Linked DNA regions of Mus musculus: region 2 is linked to region 1. A link is a contact called in public Hi-C data. All regions are on one chromosome and are shown on one strand. Each heading gives the region's core, a stretch centred on a gene start, on an enhancer-like site or on the middle of the called end of the contact. The rest is flanking DNA. Distances are from core to core; before and after follow the strand shown.

What was found. Hi-C and Micro-C count contacts between places; a contact is called where the count stands out from the background.
Region 2: a contact with region 1 is called in a Hi-C map of natural killer cells, with 3 times the contacts expected there. The contact joins two enhancer-like sites. A contact is called at or near these places in 2 of 484 Hi-C or Micro-C datasets (both in natural killer cells) and 2 of 115 datasets of contacts at active chromatin or transcription factors (CD8 T cells and effector CD8 T cells).

What each region holds. Positions count from the first base shown.
Region 1 is chr10:44,818,952-44,824,687 of GRCm38.p6, forward strand. No RefSeq gene overlaps it. Among named protein-coding and RNA genes, the nearest start is that of 4930431F10Rik, 83 kb to the left of the region's middle. Within about 2 kb of position 2,805, at least 13 of the 459 cell types and tissues checked have an H3K27ac peak or open chromatin away from gene starts, as enhancers often do. A contact at or near this core is called in CD8 T cells, effector CD8 T cells and natural killer cells, where this site is marked.
Region 2 is chr10:45,017,598-45,023,333 of GRCm38.p6, forward strand. No RefSeq gene overlaps it. Among named protein-coding and RNA genes, the nearest start is that of Gm40639, 3.8 kb to the right of the region's middle. Within about 2 kb of position 2,119, at least 71 of the 459 cell types and tissues checked have an H3K27ac peak or open chromatin away from gene starts, as enhancers often do. A contact at or near this core is called in CD8 T cells, effector CD8 T cells and natural killer cells, where this site is marked.

The DNA of each region.
Region 1 (5,736 bases), core at 1,555-4,054:
CTCATCAATATATGTGAAACAAACATTAAAGAAAAGGCCAAGAAGAATTAATAAAAAATAAAGTAATAACACGAGTTGATCTTTATGTAGCCTCCAAGTTTATAAATGTTTGTATTAACTCAGTTCATCTTCACAGCACATTTAGGAGCTAACCATAGCAAAATGGTGTCTTCCACATAGAAAATTGACACTTGAGAAAACTCAAGTTTTCATGGCTCCATCTTGTTTTTGTGAGTGTGTATCTTCTGATTCCTTGATAGGGTGTCCTCTCTTCTTCAGAAAAGAAAATAGAACTTCTGTCTTTCCTCACTGAAACCAAGAGACAAAAAAAGATATGTATTCATTCTAATAGTTAACTTGAAGATGAATTCCCAGTTTTAAATATTATCATGGATAAGCCCCAGCATCAACTAGGGTGGATGAAAAGACATTGGACCACGCTTTTCCAGTCACTTAGTTCTCTTACATCAACTTTGGCCAAGAGAATGCCTAACCCCAGCAAGGAGCTATGGGACCTATATTACCATGAGTGTCTTAAGTACACTCATTCCTGTCATTGCTATCAAGTACTTTCTCTTTTCTGTATTCATATCCTGTTCTCAGTACAGGAGCCATAAGTGACAGTAGGGACATGCCTAGGCAATGGGGGATGGGCAGTGGAAAGTAAGTATGAGAAAGTACTGCCGAGACAACAAGATAAAACACCTAGAATGCAGCTCAACTTCAAGAGAAGATGGAAAGCTATCTTTTCCCAGACTCAACCATGCTGAAGAGTTCAAAAGGAAAACAGAGAATTGGTAGATTGAAAATGAAGAAAACATCGAAGGAAGCAGACATACAAATGTATGCTTGTTGGTCACGCTCCCACCCCACTCCAATTAACATTTGTAAAAGCTAGATTAATGGTGGCCCATTTATATGGATGCATTTACTGTCCTGTGGATTTCTCCTACATCAATATTAACAAATTTAACAGTAATAGATGACCGAAAAGAAATGACTGAATTCTGAGATTGAGCAAGCTTTTTTCCACTTAGCTCAGACCACTGAAAGATGAGCCCTATGTGAGAAATGGAAAGGGTAAAGAAACAGTATGTATCAAAAACAAAAGATAAGTTTAAAATTTTCTATCAAGAGCTATTCTTTGTCAAGGGCATGCTAGATTCTTTGGAGTCAAGTTTAGTCTCTCTCTCTCTCTCTCTTTCTCTCTCTCTCTCTCTCTCTCTCTCTCTCTCTCTCTCACACACACACACACACACACACACACACACACACACACACACACACAGAAGTGTAACAACACTTCTCATAACACAAACTACAAGAAAATGGAGTTATAGCAATCCTTTTAACCTGAAAGTGTGCTCCAGAAAACAGGTATCGTTGGCCAAAGCAGCTCAGTTCAAATCTCAAGAGCCCTAGATACGAGGAGCCAGAAATTCTTAGAAGGAACACAGTCTGTAGGACGCAGGGATTATACCAGCTAGAAAAGTGAATGAAAACTGATAGCTCCCTTGACTTCTGTTTGTCAAGGAGATTGTCACTGTTGACAGGGATGGCTGGCCCTGGGGAAAATGGGCAAGATAAAACTTGACAGAAACACTTGGGAGGAAATTTGACACTAGTAAAAACCACAGGTGTGAGTGAAACCACTCAGTAAAAGTTGGGTTGTTTTTCAGGGTCTGATGTTCTACGCAGTTCTAGTTCAAATTTAGAAGTTTGAGTGAACCATGTGGGGATGTTAAAACACAGAAGGCATTCCCCAGAGCCAGCAGAAGCATTGTACAATCACTACTCTCAGGGTACTCTCTAAGCTATTTAGGTTTGCTGAATGCACAAACAGCTCAGTGTTTTTAAGGGAAACACCCTGAAGCAGATAATAACTTGATCTCCGGGCACACTGAGCCCAGGGTTGTGTCCCAGAACCACTGTTTATTAGTTTGACTTCTCATAATTTCATTTTCTATGCCCCGGACTTCTAATTTTAATTGGAGATAATATTTCTATCTGATGGAAAGGATAATTGGAGAATCAAAGGAGACAATGAATGCGTTTAATGTTTGCTATGGTGCCTGGCACGTGGGAAGAGCTTCTTGAATCTTAGATATGGGTTTTATATTGATAGAATCATACAATAGCAACACTAATAAGAACAAACTTTTAAAGCCAAGCCAACATTTTTTTGACATAGGCTCTTACTAAGTAGCCCAGGCTAGCCTTGAAATCTTAAGGGCTGGGATTAAAGATTAGTTTCTTGAAATCTGCACCTGAACAAAGAAGAGATACTCTGATCTCCAAGAAAGATAAATGAAAATCTTCGTTTTTGTTTGTTTGTTTTTTCCTCCTCCCTCCCTCCATTCCTTTCCTTGTCACTCTTGGTTGTTCTCTGATAAGCTCCTTGTACCCTACACCTATGTTTCAGAGCCTGTAAGCAATCTTGAGTACCCTACTGCTGGCTTCTACTGGTCTCCACACTGCCCTTGCTTGAAAGGGATTTATTCACTATGTTCACAAGAGACATGGATCATGGTTCAGAGAGAAAGAGATTGAGAGAGGGAGAGAGAGAGGGAGAGAGAGGGAGAGAGAGAGAGGGAGGGAGAGAGAGAGAGAGAGAGAGAGAGAGAGAGGGAGAGAGAGAGAAAGCATATTGCTTTATTATTTTACAAGCAGGCTTACAATAGCACCCTCTATTTATAAGTAACATTAGGCTCTTTGTTTCTTGCTTACCTCCTTTAGCAGAGTAAGCAAGGCAAAGCAGGCCACTTTCTAGTAGATTGTGAGAAGATAGACAGCAGCATTAGCTTCACTGTGGGTTTGATGTGGAGAACAGAGTCAAAAGGAGATATTCTTGTGGGTTTCTATATGACTGAGAGGCAGCAAAGCTCTTGCTGTGGCAGCCGATTAAAACGAATGACATTCTGATCACCAAATGTTAATAGGTCCAAGTGGAAGTGTGGTGACCAAAGTTGAGTCATAACTTGAAAGGAAACCAGTCTTACCCATGTTTTTTTTTTTTTTTTTTTTTTGTTCTTTAGTGAAGACCCTTACTAAGCTCTTTGAAGACCATGGCTTTCTACAAAGGAGCAGCACAGCTACCGTTGGTCACAGCAAGTGGCTCTTCACACTCTTCAGTCTGAACAAGAACCAGTTATGAGAAGCTAGGGTTTTACTTACTTTTGGTGTGGTTAGCATTGGTGGGAAGGCAACTTACTGGTCTCTCCATTTATTAACATCATTGATCTTTGGGGTTTTCTATTGTTGGTCTGGCTAGCTTGGTTAAGGCTAACATCCTTTTGCCACGGAGAGTCTTGCAAAGTTCCTCCTCATCTGGCCTGTGGCTGAGCGAGGGGCTCTTCTGAGCCTCTTTGAAACCTATTTGGAACATTCCTAAACAGCAAAACTTAGACTGTTAAGTGATTTTTTTTTAGGGTACTTAATTATGGAGACCTCTGTCCTAATGCTTGAATTTGCATCTTTGTCCTCGATTTTTTTTCTTTAGGGGAACTCTAATATCTATTCCAGAATAGATATTCAACTTGGATTGATTATAATTGGGGAGGGATTGGATTTTATCTGGAACATGAAATAAACAATTCCTAACACTTCTTTATCAAAAACTACACAAAAGAGTGTTCATATTTTCATGTCAGAACAAACCTGTTACTCTAAAGTTTTGATATTATTTCTCAAAATTTTCATACCTGCTATTGTTCATATGTAAAGAAGCACCCAATGTTCTGTTTCAGTTAGTCTGCAGAGTGAAACAACATTTATAACACCCACTTTCATTGTTTATTAGAAAGTTAAAAGCCACAGTTCAGTGTAGGATGGGAAACAAGGAATTGTCTCTGAGTTCCTCTGTGGAGCTTCTGGCTTGTGCCCTCACAGCTCAGAAGCACTTCTCATCCTTCATATAGAGACTATTCTGTTTAGAAGTTGGTAAGTACACGTGTAGCTGCTTCTTTCCAGGAATACTTACTCCTTTCTTGCCACTCTCCAGACAGTAAGCTAATTTCTCAGAGTGAAACACAAGGAAACACCACCACTCAGTACACCCTGCATGCTTTCTACTGTGAGAAGGTATACCAGAAGCCAGCCTCCAGAGATCTGCTGAGCACAGTCTTTAAACGAGGTGACAGCTCATTGACCACTCTTTACATGGAACAAGATTTTCATTCCAATAGCTGAAATTTCTAAGAGCAACAAAACACAGCTAATATTCTCACTTTCCTATTTGAAGACACCTGCAATTCTCCATACACTTATGAGAAATCTGTGTGATAGAAGTTCACCTCTACAATTTACAAGAGGAAAAAAAGAAGTGGACTTTCTCATGACGTGAGCTTCCAAAATTATCATCTCATAACCAAGAAGAATACAGTCAATATAGAAGCTCATAGTAGTGGGGGAAACAGAGGCCCAACTGGCTATCTTTTGTCACCAAATGAAGCTTCTAGTACTGAGATTGGGTTACATCTAATTGAATTGTTGGCCAAAGGGATCCTATGGCACCCCCAAACAGCACAGGCTTTTGGCAAGACTATAGTCGGTTTTCCACAAACAGACAGCAAGTTCCCATGATGAAGACAATATCTACACAACTCATTGAACATGGAGAAGTTGACCTTGTACCTACATAAAGCCCTCACTGTTAAGTTTTAGCATCTTAGGTATAAGAAGGTACTATGTGCATGACCAAAAGAGATATGTAAACACTAAACCAGCTACAAACCTTTTCATCTACAATGGTGTCCTGCCTACAAGATAAACTAGGGCAATGGTAGCATCAAACTTATGGAAGTGACCAACCACCATCAGATTTGAATTAAGTCCCAATCCACAAGATTGGCCCCATACCTCATATTTCTTGAATGGCCAAGAACCAGAGACCAGACAGCTCAGGAACCAAGGTTAAAACCAAATACTAATGATAACAAACAAACAAAAACAAAAAGCATAGCAATAAGATGACCACCAATGACATTTTGTTGTACTCATAGATCAGTGACTTACTCAGCCATCATCAGAGAAGCTTCCTCCTGCCCCAGATGGAAGAAAATAGAGACCCACAGCCAGATACTATGCAGAGAGTGGGAGATCTCAGATGGCTTGGCCCCAAACAGTATCCCTCCATCAAATCTCTTCCCCTCAGGGCATGGAAGAGGAGGCAGAAAGGGTGTAACAGCCAGAGGGGATGGAGGATACCAAGAAAGCAAGACCTTTTAAATCAACATGACCAGTGCATCTATGAACTCGCAGAGACTGAGGCAGCAAGCACAGGGCCTGCACTGGTCTGCACCAGGCCCTCTGAATATTTTCTATGGCTTCCAGCTTAGTGTGTGTATGGGTTTCTGAGTGTGAAAAGCGGGTCTGTGCTTCCTGTGCCTGATCCTGGGCTTTTTTTCTTCTCTGTTGGTTTGCCTCATTGAACTCCAGTATGTTGGTTTTGGTGTTCTTATTTTAATTTATTATTGAAAATACATTTTAAAAACTATGAGAAATGTATTATTATATAACTTATAGGAATTAGTGAAATAAACTTGCTTATCAAGTACTTTGGCAAAAAAAGAAAAAGAAGAGGAGGAGGACGGGGTGAAGGAGGAAGAAGGGGGAGAGAAGGGAGAGGAGAAGGATGGGGAGGAGGAAGGAACAAGAGGAGAGGGGAGGAAGAGGAAGAGAAGGTCGAGGAGGAGAAAGAGAAGGGGACAGGAGGAGGAGGAGGAGGAGGAGGAGGAG
Region 2 (5,736 bases), core at 869-3,368, 200 kb after region 1:
TATCGGCACCTCCCGGAAACCAAGCTATGAGGAGCAACGAGGCCATGGAGATGTGCGCAGAGCCTGGGAACAAAATCGTCTTCTGTGTTTCTCCTGCCCGTAGCATGTTGGCCACGCAGCACCCAGGCCAGTCTGGGTCCCGTTAGAAATTTATATTCTAAAATCATGCGAAGGATTTGCTTTGATTTTTTCCAGCACTGTGGTAACATTAAAACCAGTTGAAAGGGGGATTTTGAAGTCAGAGCTGTGAAGGAGAGGATTTGAGTCTGGAGTTACGTCATGTCTGTGTCCCCCATCCTTCTGCGGCACGGATGGGTCTGGTCTGATAAACTTCCCTCGCTCAGTTCCAACTCTGGTGCTCTAAAAAACAGTTTCAGTTTCTGCAGAGCTCCCCCTATTCTCCCAACAAAGCCACCGTCCTCTTTTTACTCAAGAGAAGTTGACCTAGTTTTCTATTACCTGAGGTAGAACAAAGTTCAGTAGCTTGGAAGAGTGACCTGAGCAAAGGATTTCGAAACAAATGGCTCTGTATTTGAACCGCAGCCATGCCAGCCACCCGAGCATGCGCATTATTTCATTTCTGGAGGTTTCAGTTTCTAACACAAAGGGATAAAAGTTAGTAAGACATCTGTCACAGCATCGTAATGATGACTTCATGGAATACGTGCCTGAAAGTTCAGCTGGGCAGCCTCTGCTGTTTTACACGGTCAGCAGTATTCGTTTCCAAGACGCCCAGTGTATTAGCCATTCACTCTTACACGCATTCATTCAGCAATAATTTGATCAGGCAAGTGCCAGCTATAGGCTGAATGCTGAATTTGGTGTTGTGCCGGTAAATAATCACAAAGAAGGATATCAGGAGATGGGGGACACCGCTCAATGGTTAGCGCTGGCAGCTCATCCAGGGGACACGCGTTTCATTCCCAGCACCGACATGGTTGCTAACAACCATCTGTTAACTCCAGTTCCAACACTTTCTTCTGGCTTCTGCAGCCAATCCCTGCAAACAGTACACAGACAAACATGCAAGGAAAACATCTACACGTGTAAAATAAAAATAAATTTATGAAGAAGGAGGATAACAGGTCTCTGGCCTCAGAAAGTGTGGTGCCATTGAATACCTGTGAACGGTTGTCAGGGAAGGGTTTTGTGTAAATACAAAACAATAAAATGTAAATGAGGGCCAGGATGGGACTTAGTGAATCTCATGAGATTTTTAGAGGAAGGTAAAGTTGGTGATAACTATAGTAATCCCGGAGAAGCACTTTTAAACTGATCTGCCCTTTCTTATGCACCAAAACCTTCAGAATCTTTGTCCCTCTGAATGAACAGCCCTGTATCAAATACTTCTGGGCTGTTTGAACCAGTTCCTTCAGTCCTCGGTATCTGACTATGCTAGTTCATGTCCAAAGCCTTTTATATTTTTGTCTTCTAAATTTCTGTTGAGTGTCTTGCCTTCTAAAGCAGGCGTAGTTACTCTGAGTTAAGGTTCAGTGCTTGCTAAAGTTTGGTTTTTGCCTTTTTGTGATTTCTTCTAATAACACTTGTTCTGTGAACACTCCTGGAATCCCCTTCTGTCTAACTGGACTCAGTTTGAATTAATTTTAAATTGGGTATTGGCCAATTACAAAGCAAACTTTGATTTCATATGAGAAACGACTATTTTGAATAAAAGAGGGGAAACCTGCCAATATACCTTTCACAGTATTATGCTATATGAACTGGTAGGGCTGAGCCTGGCATGTGTTAAGTTGTAAGCAATTAATAACAGTCCATCCATTCTCAGAATTGATCACCACTATGGCTAATATCCTAGCAGAGAGACTACTGACACCAAAATCTTTGTCATGAACTTTATTACCGCTCCAGGAAGTGTCAGATGTTTATGGGCACATCGCATACAAGTATCTGAAAGCAGGGTGGCTGAGTCACCAGATTTAGGCCTTCCAGCGTCCAGATGTTAACTTCCTCCAGTGAGTGCCAGCTGTCACGTCCACTCCTTCCAGCCTAGCAACAGTGGGCCCTATGATTTGTTCCTGCCATTAACCCAGAGCAACAGACCAACATCTGAGTCATTCAGAAAGAAGAAGAAAGCAAAACAAAACAAAAAGCAGTGTCAATACAGAGCTGTGACCCAGAAACAAACACCTCCTGCCACAGTGAAAGTCCGTGCTCCCAGTGAGAGGGTGTGGCTGAGCTCCCAGGGATGGCATCGCGGGAAGGCTTCTCTCTTTGTCCCTGCCTGCTTCCACCTGAATCTTATAAGAATGGCTCCCAAATAACATCTTCTAACCCAAACCGACTGTTTACCTTTGTCTATATAGATGGAAAGTATGCAGAGGCGGGGCTCGTGAGGGTGGAGTGGTGAAGAGACATGAGTCTATATAGCTTGTTATTAAAGTATTAGAAGACATATAAATATCAAGATGTTCATTAGTGCCGCCTAAAGCGTAAGAGGCTGAGCTTTATTCCCTTTGGCCTTTCAGTTTCGGTTTATGCGAGGCTGCATACATGAGATGATCTCTCCTCTAGAACAACCCAGAAGGTACTAAGCAGGATGAGCCTCTCCTAGCCTCTTTCCTCGGTTTTACTCTAAGAGTTACAAAGATTGCCAATTCGGAAGCTTCCGGAGCATAAAAGACACACAACAGCTAAATATTTCATTGTTTCTCTGGCAAAGCAGCAAATATTTTTGTTTTGTCTCTGTCTTTCAGATTGTTTGCATCATTCCTAAACTTACACCCTGACTTGGCAGCAAGTTGGTATCTCTTGATAATAAGTTTCACAAGGGAAGAAAGCGACTCAGGGTTGCCGCTTTCCTGACCTAGAACACGAGGTACCTTTGTCAGCCTCCAGATCAACCACATCACAGCTGTGTTCTCACACATGAGCCCTTGTTCAAAGCGGCACGCGGCCATCTCATACCATCTCCCTTTGCCTGTAGCATCTGTAAAGATTACGCATAGCTTTGGCCTTTCTTTGCTTTCGGTTTAACACATGAAGCTGCTGAGGAGAGGGTGGGTGTTAGAGCTGGTGTTAGAACAAACTAGCTGTGCTCTCTCCGTCAATGGCGGCCTGCAGTCCTTCCAGGAATTTTGAAGAATTATACTTCCTTCTGCTTAAAACCACATAAGGGTAGTCCTATTTTCAACTCTCAACCTGGGACAGTAATCAATTGTCTAAAACACAGACTCCTAGGAATGATCCTACACAGCATTACAAACTAAATTATTTTATAAGGGATAAAAAAAATATGCATGGAATTTTTTAAAAAGACTTAATTTTTCTAAATTCATGTTTTATTGAAAAATGGGAAGTAAACAGAGGTAACACAGACAGAAATTTCTTGGTTTAAAAATAAAATTTTACCACTGCCAAAGTTACATCACTCTTTATAATCTGACAGTAATGCCCTATTGCTGAAGATACACTTACTCATGTCATCAAGCAGGGAGAACTTAAGCTGGTGCCTAGCTAAAAGCTTTGCCCCTGCCGACTGGTATCCATGGTGCTAGAAGGTACTTTGCATAATACCAGAGGAGAAAAATTTGTCCTCGATACCACTTAACTACAAACCCTGTGACCTACAATGGTGGTCTTCTGCAGGCAATACAGATGTGCTATGGCACAGATGTTAAAGGAGTAACAAGCCACTTTTTGATTGGGTTTAAGACGCATTGCATGAAACAGAATCCACACTAAAGAATACACTGCTAAAGTGGCCAAAAGTCTAAAATAGATAGGTCATAGGCCCTAGTGGGAAACCTACTGCTAAAGGCAACTTCTGCAATAAACATAGCAATAAACTGTCTGGATGATTTAATATGGATATATTGCTACACTCATAGATCAATGTGTCACCTCACCCTCATGGAGAAGTTTCACCTTCCTGTGAATAGTGACTAACTAGAGACCCACAGCTGGACAGTGTGCAGAAATTGAGAGACTTTAGAGTAATCAGCTCTAAATGAAATGTCTTTAACAAACCCCTTCTCTCAAGACTCAAGGACCTATGTGGGAGAGGAAGCAGAAAGATTCTCAGAGACAGTGATAGTGGCTGGCTCCAAGGAATGGCATCTTCCACACACAACAAGGCTGCTACACATATGAACTCACAGAGACGGTGTCGGTCTGTACAAGACCTGAACAAAGTTCAAAGCAGACAAAATCCCAACATAGAGAAGGGGAAGAAGACATGAGTCCCCCTTATCACATTGCTATTTGCACCTGATAGCTGCTGGGAAAGGAAAATCAATTTTCTCCAATGCAATCAGAGTTGGCCTATTCTGACCACACTGCAGGGCAGGCCCCAAGTCCTGGAGTAGTTGTCAACACAAAACAGACTCCATGTTTTTTGCATGCTTTTTGTTTTGTTTTTATCTTCTTGGTTTTGGGGTGTTTTAGCTAGTTTGTTTTAATTTTCTTCTCCTTCTTCTCCTTCTCCTTCTCCTCCTCCTTCTTCTTCTTCTCCTTCTTCTTCCTCTTCTTTTTGGGTTTTATTTTGTTTTGTTTTATTTTGAGAGAGACAGAAAGAAATAAAGAACCTGAAGTTAGGTGGGTAGAGAAAGACAAAAAATCTGGAAGGAGTTGGGGGATGGGAAAGAATGTGATCAAAATATATTTTATGAGACAAAATTTAAATGATTTGTTTAAAAAAAGAGAAGAAAAGTTAATTGAATTTTCAGTTGCTATTGTAATATATGCCTATAATTCCAGCCCTCAGGAATCTAAGGTGATAGAATTGTGAGTTCCAGGGTCCCCTGGAACTTGCTAAGTTCAAGGACACCCTAGAGTATATAGAGGCTCTGTATTAGCAAGAAAAGTGAAGAGAAGAGAATTTTTTTCTTTCTGCTTATTTTCTTGAATAATAAATAATTTGAAAGGATGACAATATTTATGAGTCACTATATGATCATGATTGACTACTACGTGTAAATCCAATGGTGGATTTCAGCTGAGAGTACAGAACCTGCCTAGATATAATGTAGCCCTGCCTGCTGCCATTTCTCTAGTGTTAGAACAGCTTAAGATGAACCTCTTAATCTCCATGGTCTTATTAAATACTCACCTGCATATTTGAAAATTACAAAGACACTAAGGCATATTGACGCTGAATAGTCTAATTCTGTTTCCTATATTTAAATTATCCATATACACCTGGGTATTGTGGTTCCCTTCTTTAATGCCAGTACATAGAAGGTTGAAGTAAATCAAGTTCTGTGAGTTCAAGGCCATCCTAATTCACATATTAAGTTTCAGGTCAACCAGGGCCTACGTAGTGAGAGTATCTAGATAGATAATAGATAGACAGACAGGAAGTCAGACAGAACCACTTGAAGTCAATGTCCACCCTTGAAATTATTTTTATAGTCCCTTTTCCTGTTTAAAAAAAAAAAAACAACAACAATTTCAGGGCTTAGAAGATGGCTTAGTAGGTAGGAATGCTGGTTGCAAAACTCAAGGACCTGAATTCAAATATGTATATATGAATATATACATATAACATATATAATATACCTATATGTTACATATATTTATTATATATTATATATAATACTGACTAAAACTTTTGGATATGACCTAAAATGTAAAATAAAGAGGAAATAATGGTGTCTAGGATTCACTGACGTCAAAGCTGTGCATCCTGGAAACCTCTACACCATGGGAAGCAGAGACAAGAGGATTGCCGGGTCTTCCTGGCTGCCAGCCACACTCTAGGTGCAGTGACTGACCCTA